Linked DNA regions of Delphinus delphis: region 1 is linked to region 2. A link is a contact called in public Hi-C data. All regions are on one chromosome and are shown on one strand. The core of a region is the stretch at or near the end of the contact, and the rest is flanking DNA. Distances in the headings are between cores, read along the strand shown. Region 1 holds the start of MYNN (myoneurin). Region 2 holds the start of SEC62 (SEC62 homolog, preprotein translocation factor).

The links. A called contact is a pair of places that touch in the nucleus more often than the background predicts.
Region 1: a contact with region 2 is called in a Hi-C map of lung, with 5 times the contacts expected there. The contact joins the promoter of MYNN here to the promoter of SEC62 in region 2. A contact is called at or near these places in 3 of 3 Hi-C or Micro-C datasets (lung and muscle).

What each region holds. Positions count from the first base shown.
Region 1 is chr4:96,379,404-96,385,801 of mDelDel1.2, forward strand. MYNN (myoneurin) reads right to left here and starts at 3,321. Exons shown (of 8, transcript XR_009519307.1): 1 at 3,227-3,321; 2 at 2,038-2,334.
Region 2 is chr4:96,200,805-96,207,218 of mDelDel1.2, forward strand. It overlaps SEC62 (SEC62 homolog, preprotein translocation factor), which reads right to left and starts at 3,340. Exons shown (of 9, transcript XM_060011159.1): 1 at 3,199-3,340. The coding sequence starts at 3,234.

The DNA of each region.
Region 1 (6,398 bases), core at 2,071-4,570, 180 kb after region 2:
CATGCAGGGTGTTCGGGTTTATTTCCTGGTCAGGGAGCTAAGATCCCACATGCCTTGGGGCCAAAAAAACAAAACATAAAAAGAAGCAATGTTGTAACAAATTCAATGAAGACATTAAAAATGGTCCACATCAAAAAAAAGAAGATTGAGCCAAACATCTGGCTCTTCTTCACATTGGTTTTTTGCATGAAGGGTCAAAGTAAGGCGCTCTTCATTGTGTTCCAATTAGTTCAAGATTTTTGGGGCTTCCCTGGTGGCGCAGTGGTTGAGAGTCCGCCTGCCGATGCAGGGGACACGGGTTCGTGCCCCGGTCTGGGAAGATCCCACATCCCACATGCCGCAGAGCGGCTGGGCCCGTGAGCCATGGCCGCTGAGCCTGTGCGTCCGGAGCCTTGTGCTCCGCAACGGGAGAGACCACAGCAGTGAGAGGCCCACGTACCGCAAAAAAAAAAAAAAAAAAAGATTTTTGGTAAAGTTATTTGAAAAAGGGAAACCACTAAATTGAAGATCAACCAAAATTCACTGGTTTTGTGATTATTTTATATTATGTATTCTAAATTTTTAGATCAGAGGCACTTGTATAGCCAAATATTCAGTAAATTTAAATAACATCATATGACATTTATCTATGACACTGCTTTATTCCTTTAATCAACTTACACGGAACTGACTCAAAAATTTCATTACATCAAAATTTAAAAGCAATTCCAAACAGCATGAATGGTTCCTTTTCAATAGGATTAAGGAACATCCTAATTCCAGCTTTTCAATAAGTATATTTCCACGATCAGCTGCAGTGTAAAGAGAGGGAAGAACTTTGCTTAATGTGTACATGCATGTATCTATAGAGATCATCTGGAAAACAAGGAAAGAATATTTACCGAAGTGTTAAGAGTGGTTATCAGTGGGTGGCAGAATTTCAGGTGTTTCCTTTTTTGTTTTTTCCCTAATTTTTCTCCAATAAATGCAGAATTAATGGGCTTGTAGAGTAGGATAGAGAAGAGGAAATAAAGGAAGGAAAGTAATGTTCATTGGGAGGTAGTAAATCCTAAATCTTCACAGTAACAACCAATGTAGTTATCATCTCATTTTTACAAATGGAGAAACTGAGGCCCAGAGAGGCTATAGCTTGCTCAGAGACATGGTGACTTGACAGGCAAGATCTAATTCTAAAGCCCATAATCTTTCTATGTCAGATGATGATCTATTCATGTTTACACTTTCATAAAAGATGGAGAAAAGAAGACAGGAGTAAGTTGATTGGTTTCTCTTTCCTTTTATCCCCACCACCTTTCCCTCAACAACGAGTAAACATATTAGTATTAATCTAATTATACAGTTCATCACGTATGAAAGACACAAAATGCCTGCATTATCAGATTCCTCAGAACCTACTTCTTGTCAGTGCAGTGACAGCATTAAGCATCTCAGAGAAGCATCCTAGCATCTTAGACCAGACTTAAGCATTAGCACTGATAGCTCTACCAGGCAACAGGAGTCATGGCCATTAACACGCCAATGAAGTTATTTTCCTAAATCAAGATCAGGAAGAGGTCCTGCAGGTTGCTATTTACAGCTGGAAATGGGAGCACTATTAAATGAACAGAGATTCTTCCTTCTTTCTCCACCTATACCTCCCCACCCCTAACACCTTAAGAGGTAGGGGATAGAGAGTGAGAGAGAAGACCAGAGGAACATAAAGACCAAAAAGCAAGGGGAAATTGGAATTCAATTAAAATTCATCATATTTTGATCTTTAACTTTACATAACTGAAATCACAAGCTTTGTTTCAGTAGATAAATCAAATGTATCAAAAACCATACTTTAATCGTATTAACATCTATACTTTTTGTGCTTATGAAATGTGGTCTGTTTATCTCAAATCAGAGACACTGACTTCTTTATTAAAAACAATACTGTGCACATCAATGTTTGAAGACTCAGAGTTCAGGGACTAAATGGAAAAAAACTAATCTGCTTTAGCTCTAAAGACTATTGACCAGCTTTTATAAGTGGAAATAAAATGTGTACCTTACCTGTCAAGATTTAAAGTTCCTGTGTATATAAATTCCAACAGTTTCTGAAATCCATCAGCCTTCACCTGACTCTGATCAAGAAAGACATTGTTCTCTGAAGTGCTTCTGTAGATCGCACCAAAATACTCACTAAACGAGGCAAGCACATTCCTATGAGCTTTAAACTGGAATTCCCCAATTACTATGGTGCAGTCACAAAGAAAACCTGCTTCCCGTTGTTTGTTCAGTCTCTCTAAAAGGTGCTCACAGTGGTGCGAATACTGCATTTTGATATCAGAATCGAATTTTACCCTTGCTCTAAAAAACAAAAAGAAATAGTAAATCAGTAACCCTAAGTTTTCATCAAACTTTTCACCCAAGCAATTGGTGAGTGAAGAGACACAGAACATGAACTAGAACAAAGTCTGTTCTCATTTTATATCCCCAGAAAATTCTTATCAAACAGATATGGATAAAACTGCCGAAGGGATAAATGTCTTTCTAGCTTTTATTTTAGCTTGGTAAACTAACACAATCCTTTGGACACGTCAATAAATGGCGATGTGCGAAAACATTTTCCACAAAGTGGAAAAACAAAAAGCACCGCAAAATTTCACGCTTTTGCATCAGTTGAACCTTCAGACTTTCAAGCTCAGCAGGCACACGTATATTACGAAAAAAATTAATAAACCACTAAGAAATGATTTCTTGGGACAAAGGGGTAAAGGACACGGTATGAGTTCTTTAAAATTGCTCTCAATCGCTTCTCGGCCTTTTGGCTAAGATCAAATGTAAAACTCTCAAATCACTGAAACCTGTTAGCTTCCTCGGAGCATAGTGGCTTCAAACGCAAGGTGGGCGCCCAGGGGGCGGAGAACCAGCAGGGCCAAGAGTTGTCAAAGGTTAGGTCACTCGCCCCAGGAGGCCACACCCCTCCCTACCCCGCCTCCACTCGAGGTGGCATCGGAGAGTGACTGCGAAAGCCGGTCTCTCCTGGCTTCCGCCTCCCTGCCCTTCGCCGAGCTCCCACTCCCGCGAATTCCCACAGCAGAGGTTGTGGCCAAGGCCAACACGGGGGCTGCCTCGCCCAAGCTTTCCACACTAACACCTTCACTCCGACCTGAGCGCGAACTCCAAGGAGCCTGCCCTCCAGTGCCCCTGGGTCTGGAGAGAGCGGGGACAGCAGGCTGAGGGCGAAGACAGAACTCACCTATAGTAACCCAAAGGGGAACAGTTTCTTCACTCTCTCTCCGCCATGTTGGAAGGACGTCACCGCGCCACGCTCCACCTCTCCCTTCTTCCTCCACGGCGACGTCACATCCGGCTCCGGGCGTTCCGTGGCAACACCGTACGCAACATCGGAGGGCCGATGCCGGCCTGTGGGGAATAGTCTGGCGTACAGAGACACCGCTACCTAGCATGCCAGGAGCTAGGGAGAAACAGGGAGAGTCTTGGATACGAGATCTAAGGGCTCGCTCACAGCGCCACACCTGTCTTCCTCATTCTGAGCATTCTGGTTGGAGGACAGTCGGCATCTTGGGCTCCGCCCGCGTTCTGGGCCGAGGCTGAACCGCGCTGCACCGCGGGCCTCTTTCCAGGAGCCAAATAGCGCATTGCATGCTGGGGCTTGTAGTTAGTTGCTCGTCTTCTCCCATCATCCTCCCCTTCCTTGTGGCCCCACGAGTAGGAGCAGCTGCTGCGTGTACTCGGGCTCTGGGCCATGGGAATTTTTGAGCTGAAACTGATCACCCCTTTTTAGTTTACGTACCCGAAAGCTCTTGGGAACCCACGAGTCTTGTTTGCATCAGCCAACTGGAGCCCAGTTTCCAGGATACCCTTACGTGGTGATTGCAGTCTGAGCTGCATGAAAGCGGAGCAAAGCAGTAGGGTACACTGGGCATGCGCATGGGGAAAGGTGGGCTTTGTACCGGAAAGGGTTCTTTTGCGTCTGGACTAGAAAATTTTTAATACAATTATTTACAGATTTTGTACAGTGAGGGAAAGGGGTGCCAGTTATCTGCGTAATATAAAAAGACGCAGAAACGGTAAGATAAGTCGTGCTGATATGTTAGGGTGAATTCTTTCGTACTACCGGCGGACAACATAATCTAAGAAAACCAAAACGTCAACATTTTTTCTTGTTAAAAGTTGTAGCACAAAATAGATAGCTGGTGGGAGGCAGCTGCATGGCACAGGGACATCAGCTCGGTGCTTTGTGACCGCCTGGGAGGGTGGGATAGGGAGGGTGGGAGGGAGGGAGACGCAAGAGGAAGGAGATGTGGGAACGTGTGTATGTGTATAGCTGATTCACTTTGTTATGGAGCGGAAACTAACACACCATTGTAAAGCAATTATACTCCAATAAAGATGTAAAAAAAAAAAAGTTGTAGCACAGGGAGCTCAGCTTGGTGCTCTGTGATGACCTAGATGGGTGGGATTGCGGGGTGGGGTGGGAGGGAGGTCCAAGGGAGGGGGGAATATATGTATATATCCTGATTCATGTAGCTGATTCACTTCGCTGTACTGCAGAAACTAACAAAGCATTGTAAAGCAACTATACTCCAACTAAAAAAAAAAGTTGTGTCAGGACCACAGGAAATTTACTCGTGATTTTATATTAAAGGACAGTCTTAACTTGAATTTATTCTTTTCTTCTCTCTTGAGATTTTTTACAACTAGATTCTGTTTGCTCTCTTTGTAAATTCTTTCTTCCCGGTAAGAATCATGTTTGTGAAAAAACCCACAACCGTTAGGTTTATAAGAAAAAAAAATGAGGCTGGTTCGTTCTTGATTTCATTTTTATGAATATAATTTTTTTCTGATTCCACTTTATTTTTGTCAGAATCCTTTTCAGTAATTTATTAATTCAGAAATATTTGTCTCTACTAGGTGTCAGATACTAAGAATATGGAAAAAGCATAAAACATGGTCTCTGGCGTTTAGAGAAATCAGCAATCTCAGGGGGAAAACTAATGGAAAACCAAATGACTTGTAATACAAAGAGTGCTGGGGGCAACAGAGCTTATTTTTTACGCGGTGTTTGATTACTCTTATTAGGATGTACATTATATTATTTTTTCAGTATCAGGTTGTGAGTTTTAAAAACTTTTTTAAAGTCTGAAACACTTCTTCCATGTGCAAGCCGTTAATAAAAAAACATTTGGTGAACAAGCAAAATAACATCCAAGTTGAAAGTTCAAATTCCCAAGGTAGTGCAAATTACTATCAGGATTATGTTTTTTAAAAAGCCAACATAACCCAATCCAAAAATGGGCAGAAGACCTAAACAGACATTTCTCCAAAGATATACAGATTGCCAACAAACACATGAAAGGATGCTCATCAACATCACTAATCATTAGAGAAATGCAAATCAAAACTACAATTAGGTATCACCTCACACAAGTGAGAATGGCCATCATCAAAAAATCTACAAATGCTGTAGAGGGTATGGACAAAAGGGAACCCTCTTTCACTGTTGGTGGGAATGTAAATTGATACAGCCACTATAGAGAACAATATGGAGGTTCCTTAAAAAACTAAAAATAGAACTACCATATGACCGAGCAATCCCACTACTGGGCATATACCCTGAGAAAACCGTAATTCAAAAAGAGTCATGTACCACAATGTTCATTGCAGCACTACTTACAATAGCCAGGACATGGAAGCAACCTAGGTGTTCATTGACAGATGAATGGATAAAGAAGATGTGGCACATATATACAATGGAATATTATTCGGCCATAAAAAGAAACAAAATTGAGTTGTTTGCAGTGAGGTGGATGGACCTAGAGTCTGTCATACAGAGTGAAGTAAGTCAGAAAGAAAAACAAATACCGTATGCTAACACATATGGAATCTAAAAAAAAAAAAAAGGTCTGATGAACCTAGGGGCAGCACAGAAATAAACACGCAGACATAGAGAATGGACTTGAGGACACGGGATGGGGGAAGGGTAAGCTGGGACGAATTGAGAGACATATACATATGACATATACACACTCCCAAAAGTAAAGTAGATAGCAAGTGGGAAGCAGCTGCATAGCACAGGGAGATCAGCTCAGTGCTTTGTGACCACCTAGAGGGGTGGGATAGGGAGGGTGGGAGGGAGACGCAAGAGGGAGGGGATGTGGGGATGTACGTATGCATATAGTTGATTCACTTTATTATACAGCAGAAGCTAACACAACATTGTAAAGCACTTATAGTCCAATAAAGATGTTAAAAAAAATAAAAAGCAAACATAAGGAATATCACAAGACCCTGTTTAAGTGGACGTAAACAGGGGGAAAAGGAGTAAAGAAAAATAAAATAAAAAGCAAACGTAAGGATCATCACAAGACCCTGTTAAGTAAGTGGGCAAACATAAGGAGCATCAT
Region 2 (6,414 bases), core at 2,090-4,589:
CTTTGGGCCCACCCCTCTGCTTTTACATAAGAGCTCATTTGTGCAAAAAGATTCCAAAAACCCCTACTGCTTGAAAGTCGTTTTCAACTCTAAAATTTCATGGTACTAGGATTCTCAATTAACCCTTCTAGTAAGCAGCACTTTGTTAACCTATAAGCACTGATTTTAATGTTCTTAAAAACTTACATAATTGCATTTCTTAGAAAACTTACAATTATTTACTTTCAAATGTTTTATTAATTTGAATTGAGATCACTCTCACTTGAGAATCTCAATCATGAAAACTTTGCAATATAACGTCAGTGAACACGCAGCTCACTTTTGGTTTTCAGTGACCAGTAAAGTGAGTCCAAGAAGGAAATGTGACAAAATAGTCTTCTTGCTTCCAACTTTGATGGAATACCAGAATCTAAAATTAGGCTACATTAGAAAAAGCATACAGGGCTTCCCTGGTGGTGCAGTGGTTGAGAATCCGCCTGCCGACGCAGGGGACATGGGTTCGAGCCCTGGGCCGGGAAGATCCCACATGCCGCGGAGCAACTAAGTTCGCGTGCCACAACTACTGAGCCTGTGAGCCACAACTACTGAAGCCTGCACACCTAGAGTCCATGCTCTGCAACGAGAAGCCACCACAATGAGAAGCCCGTGCACCACAATGAAGAGTAGCCCCCGCTCACCGCTACAGAAAGTGCGCGTGCAGCAACGAAGACCCAATGCAGCCAAAAATAAATAAAATAAATTTTTAAAAAAAGAAAAAGCATACAAATTAACTACTTTTTAAAACCCTGAACTTGTTTGTATCAATCATTTCCCCCAATATACAAATTACAATTCAAGGTCAGTAAATCTACTAAACATAAAAATCTTTTCTAAACATGAAACATCAAGTAGCAACAGGAAACTGAGTTAATATTACAGATCTTTTTGCCCAGAGTCTCACAATAGAATTTTTTCTGTAACTTCAACTCTGAATTTGGTCATTACGTTTGATCTTTTTGTCTAAAGTAATGCCAATATTATAGAGTTTCTGATTCTCTGGAGGGAAAAAAACCAAGGAGTTTTATAAGGTATTGTACACTTTTATTAATCTGTTGACACTGCACAGTAGTACTCCAGGTAGCACTCCCAAGATCTCCACAACATTTTACATAGCACAGCTATGTAGAAAACTTGGAGGAGGTGAAAAATGTTATTTATTTTCACTTAGCAGTATACCAACTTGATTTTTAACAATCAGATCCTCACACACTTATCTAATCCCCAACTAAACAACAGTAAGTAAATAGCCATTCTTTATGGAACTCACAACTCAAAGGTTTATTTACTGAATAGATAACTGTTAATTTTTCTTCAGCATATCAGCGTGCTTAACAAAAACCAAAACAAATTATCCTAAAGCCTTCATCCCTGGGGAAGGGGAAAAAGGAGTTATGTGCTAAGCACTCTTTCAATAGCTTTTATAACCTTTAATAACAAGTCACCCACGCACCTATTTTTTCCACAACAACCCAATGACGATATTTTTTTAAGGTAAATATTCCTTCTTATGGATTTGGAAATAGAGGAAAAAAGTTAAGTAACTTGACCAAAGTTACACGGCCAATAATTATTGACACTGGGGTACAAACAGGCACAAGTTTTAGCTCCCAGTCACTACCACTACTATACAGGTTTTTAAATCTATCTTTCTGCTTAATATGAGATCACAATTGAAATAGAGCAGGTATTCAAAGTGAATTAGGATCACCTTTACAACAATATTAAACAACAGTTGAAACTGTAAAAACAATGTTTATTTAAGGCCATAAAATATACCATGTGTGTAAATATAAGTCCAGTAAGTCCTAATTTGATAACTTCAATACAAATTCTAATAAAAGTATATTTTGTATCCATACCTGACCAATAACACTAAATTTTGAAAGACTAGAAACAGTATAATTAGAAACTTCTTCCATAATAACCTTAAGCCTTGGTTTTATGACCTGTCTGAACTTGGGGGGCAATTGTCTCTGGTCCCCTTCTGTACTCTTTTTGAAACTACTTTCTTATTTCTGCCTAATTCTAAAATTCTAAATTTACTGATCACTGGCATCTTTTTTTCCCTAGTACTTCAAAGTTTTCAGGAGAATTTTAACTTGCATAGCTCAAATCACCTGTGGTGTAAGTCAGTTAAGTGATAAAAATGGGGGAAAAAACATTAGAAACATTCATCTAAGCAATGAAATAGTAAGGAACAAAAAGACAATGACGAGTGTAACAATTTGTGATTAGTATATTAACAGTTTACAACACGCCATCAATTTATGACGACATATGAAGGTTTCTAAGCACAGGAGCTAATAAGGAGACAACAAAACATCCTGAGTCTAAGATGTTCCCCATATTTAATCCTCTCGGCAAAGAGCAAGAACAACAGGGGGAAAACTGCAAGGAAGAAATACACAGATGACATGCATGTGGAATGAGGGAGGGATGCTATGTAGGTTATGAGGATGACACACTGGCATGTGAAAGGTTTCTGGGCGGGACCCACTCTTTGCAGTACCAAGGGAGTTTTGTTTATTTACACTGTGTCGCTGAAAGAAAGCCGGAAAGCTTCAGTTGGACGTTTAAGTTAATAACTGTGAGGAAAAAGGAGGCTGCACGCAAACGAACATCTGGATACGCAGATCGCCGCCTGGGCCCCTGGGGCAGCTGACCAAACCCCGATCACTGCCCCCTCCTACGGTCCTTCTATCTGCGCACAAAGAACGGGCAGCTTTAGGTCAGTCCTCCGCCTCCTTCTACCCTAATTATCGCGGCCTTAATTTCGGGACAGCTAAGGCGAAAGGATGGCGTGGAGAAGGAAGGGGAGGAGCCCGGGGAGGGTCGGTGTCTGAGCTCGGAGGACGCGGACCTCCCAGCACAGGCCCAGGCCGGCAACGACAACGACAACGCCGCCGCCGCCGCCACCGCCACCCTGGGCTGGCGGCCGCGCCTCCCGCCTCCCGCCGCTGCCCCAGCACCTCCGCCTCGGTCTCCGCCGTCGCCAACACCGCCCTTCCTCAGGCCCCTCAAAACGACTCAGCCCGCAACCGGCGACCTCGCGGGGGAACCCCACCCCACCTCGTCCTCGATTTCGCCCACCCTTCCCGGGAGCTTTCCCTGCGTCTTCCACTTCCGAGAGTCCCCTATCCCAGGGCTCGGCTTTGCTACCTGAATCCGCTTCTTGTGTCGCCTGCGTTCCGCCATGTTGGCCGCTCCGCCCGGTTCCCTCTGACGTGGAAGTAGGCGGGGGGCGGTGGAAATATCGCGATAGCGCGCCGCGGGGCTGTTATGTAATCTACCGGCTGGCGCCGGAGCGGGGAGGCTGGCGAGAGGCCGGTACTAGGCGGGCTCGGCGGGTCTTGGCTGCGCTTTCTCTCCCCTCTTTCCTTGGCTCCTTTTGTTGCAGGAACTGGAAATCGCTGGGACCAGAAGGAAGTTGAGAAGTGGATCAAAGAACAGGAGGACTGGAAAGAGTCCTTGGTTCTCAAACCTGACTGGGCATCTGAATCACCTGGGAAGCTATTAAAATACAGATTCCTGGGGCCCCATGCTCCTCGGAGTCAGTAGGTTTGGGGTGGAACCTTTTACAGAGGATTTCCTGAGACCTATGGAATTCTAGACGTCTCTAAGTGTGGCACTTCTTTTCTTGCCAGTGAGCCCTGCATCATCTATTCCCCACGTGTAAATTCTCCTAATCCCATTTTGAAGATGGGAAAGCCGAGACAGCTGAGGTGCAGCGATATGAACAGATTTATCTAAGGCTCCACAGTTGGTAGATGGCACAGACGAGACCTAAGCCAAATTATCTCCCCGTACAATGTAGGGGGTAGTCGGGCTCATGTGAAACAAACTTTGGATTCCCCATTCCATTTTCCACGTTGCTTCTCGAAACGCACCTTTAGAATCCGAGTCAGAGAACTCAGGGAAGTACAAGCAACTAATACGATGAGTAAGGAGAGAGATTCTAAGAAGTTGGAATTAAGAAGACTGCAGGGTACTTGGAGTCTGGTGAATTACTATTATAACTATTGTTATTTTAGAGCTACTTAGATCAAAGAGAATGGGCTTAAATTGCTAGTAAGTGTTTTTAGATGGAGATTTTAAATAATAGAAAATTAGGAATTTACAGAAAAGTAAGATGAAGGAAATAAAAATCCCTAACGCTACCGTCCAAAGATCTGTTGTTTATTTTCTTCTAGTATTTATTCATACTTTGTGTGCATATATTTCCCCCTTTCCCCCTAATTGAGATCATATTGCATAATATGCCTTTTTCACTTAATGTTATGCTGAGCATATATCTTTAAAAAATTCTTCATTCCCTGTAAGTAACCTAATAGCAATTAAATATGTAATTAAGGCAAATAGTGGCATCTCGATGCCTAGTCTTTTATAAAGTAACATAGCTAAAGTTCATTTTTGGACTATGCAATTCTGCAGTCTGGGGACTGGATCAGCAAGTCATTTGGTTCCTTTTCCTTCTATAATCTACAATCAGGGTGTGTGTAGTCAGAGAGGGGTGAGAAAAAATGATGATTCTTACCAATTAACCCAAAACATAACACAGAATATGAAATGTGTTTATTTCCTTCAGTCGTCCCCATCCAAAATGAGGGTAGATCTGTTTTGTACTGTTTTATTTGGAGAACACTGGATTCTCTTCATAGGAAAGCTAGTTTATAAATGAAAATATTATTGTATTTAATAGATGTTGAGTGCCTACTAGATGCAAAATCCTAGGTTAGGACTATGATGGGGAATGAAAGCCCTTCATGGAAAATAACTACCTCTCTAGCTACTGCCCTACCACCTTTTTCTTCAGAAGAGGTTTAATTTACTCTCCCCATGTCTCACTGACATTCACTCCTTAGACTACAACAATTTGGTTTCTACCTCCACCATCCATTAATAATTCATGTCCAATTGTAGCATCTTATTAAGGATTTGACAATATTGACCATGCACTTAATTTGTTCTCCTTCTTTGGCATTCATGATATCAGGTTGTTCCTTCTGATTTCTCTTTGGCTCCTCTCTCTTTACCTAGCTCTTCAATGTTCCTGGCCACCACGTTTCCATTCTCATCTTCTTCCCTTTTCTCCATGCATTCTGGGGATTCTTATTCATGTTTACAGCTTAATTCCAAAATACTGCATTACTGTTTATTTCTAGTTGTCTTCTGGATATCTCCACTGAATGTCCAACTAGAAATCACCATTCCCCCCCACAAAACCTGTCTCTTTTACTGTATTTTTAAACTCTGGTAACTGCATCACTGTTTACTTAGTCACTCATGCTAGAAACCTTGGAGGTATCTCAACCATGCCAATCAGTAAGCAATCCTGTTGACTCTGCAACTGAGATGTTTGGAATCCTTCCCTTCCTCATCATTCCTATTGCCATTGCTTTGATTAGGTTTTTATCATTTCCTACCTGAAATGTTGTTGCAAAAGCCTGCTAATCGTTCCGCCCCAACTCTACCCTCTCTACACTCCAGACCATCCTCCACTCCCTTGTTAACCACCTGCCAGGCACCATTGCTCCCCAGCGTGTACAGCAACATTAAGGATGGCTAATGTTTGCACCTATAACCCAAATGTCACGTTTCTGGGTCCTACCTCCATTTAATATTTATATAAAAATAGCTCAAGCACTCTTATCATCACCCCATTTATATCTTTGATGGTGGTAGTGGGGAGTTTCTCCTGGCCACTTCTTGCTCTGATTTCCTTATGAATTTGCAATCTCATTCCCGTGACTTGACTTTTATTTCTCACCCAAAGGAGGCACATTACCCCTCTCCCTTTCTTTTGCCAACGCAAAACTTCTGTTTATCCCTGGACTCTGTCACTTCTTCTCCCTGGGGCTGAAACTCAGAATTTTTCTTGCTATATAGAGAATTTGAGGTCTTTACTCTTTACTGGATTCCTTGGGATGCATAAATATATAAAAACTCATTACCATGCTCTGCTAAACAAAGTGTTCTCTGATCAGGTTCCCCTCTCTTGAGGACTGATGATTAGGTGCGGACTTGAAAAAGTCAGTTTCCTGGGATCTACCATCCCAGTAAGTGGAATGGAATAGTACATAGAAATGTATTCCCCTTGATCAGACTTATCCAAACTGGAAACTGATACATTTAGGTTTTTGTTTTAAATAACACTTTCTCTGGGTCCATCTTGTATGTTAAATATATATGTGTGACTAAATTGAAAAGAAAAAAATTGTAGGGAAGTATAGCAAATAACGCCCAGGCCTTTTGGGGCATTATTTTTATAAAAGCACTTTAAAATATGTTAATTGACAATGTCAGTGACTTAATGCTGTTATCACAAAGAAAAAAAAATTTAATATACATATGTTTAATATAAAATAAAATACAGTA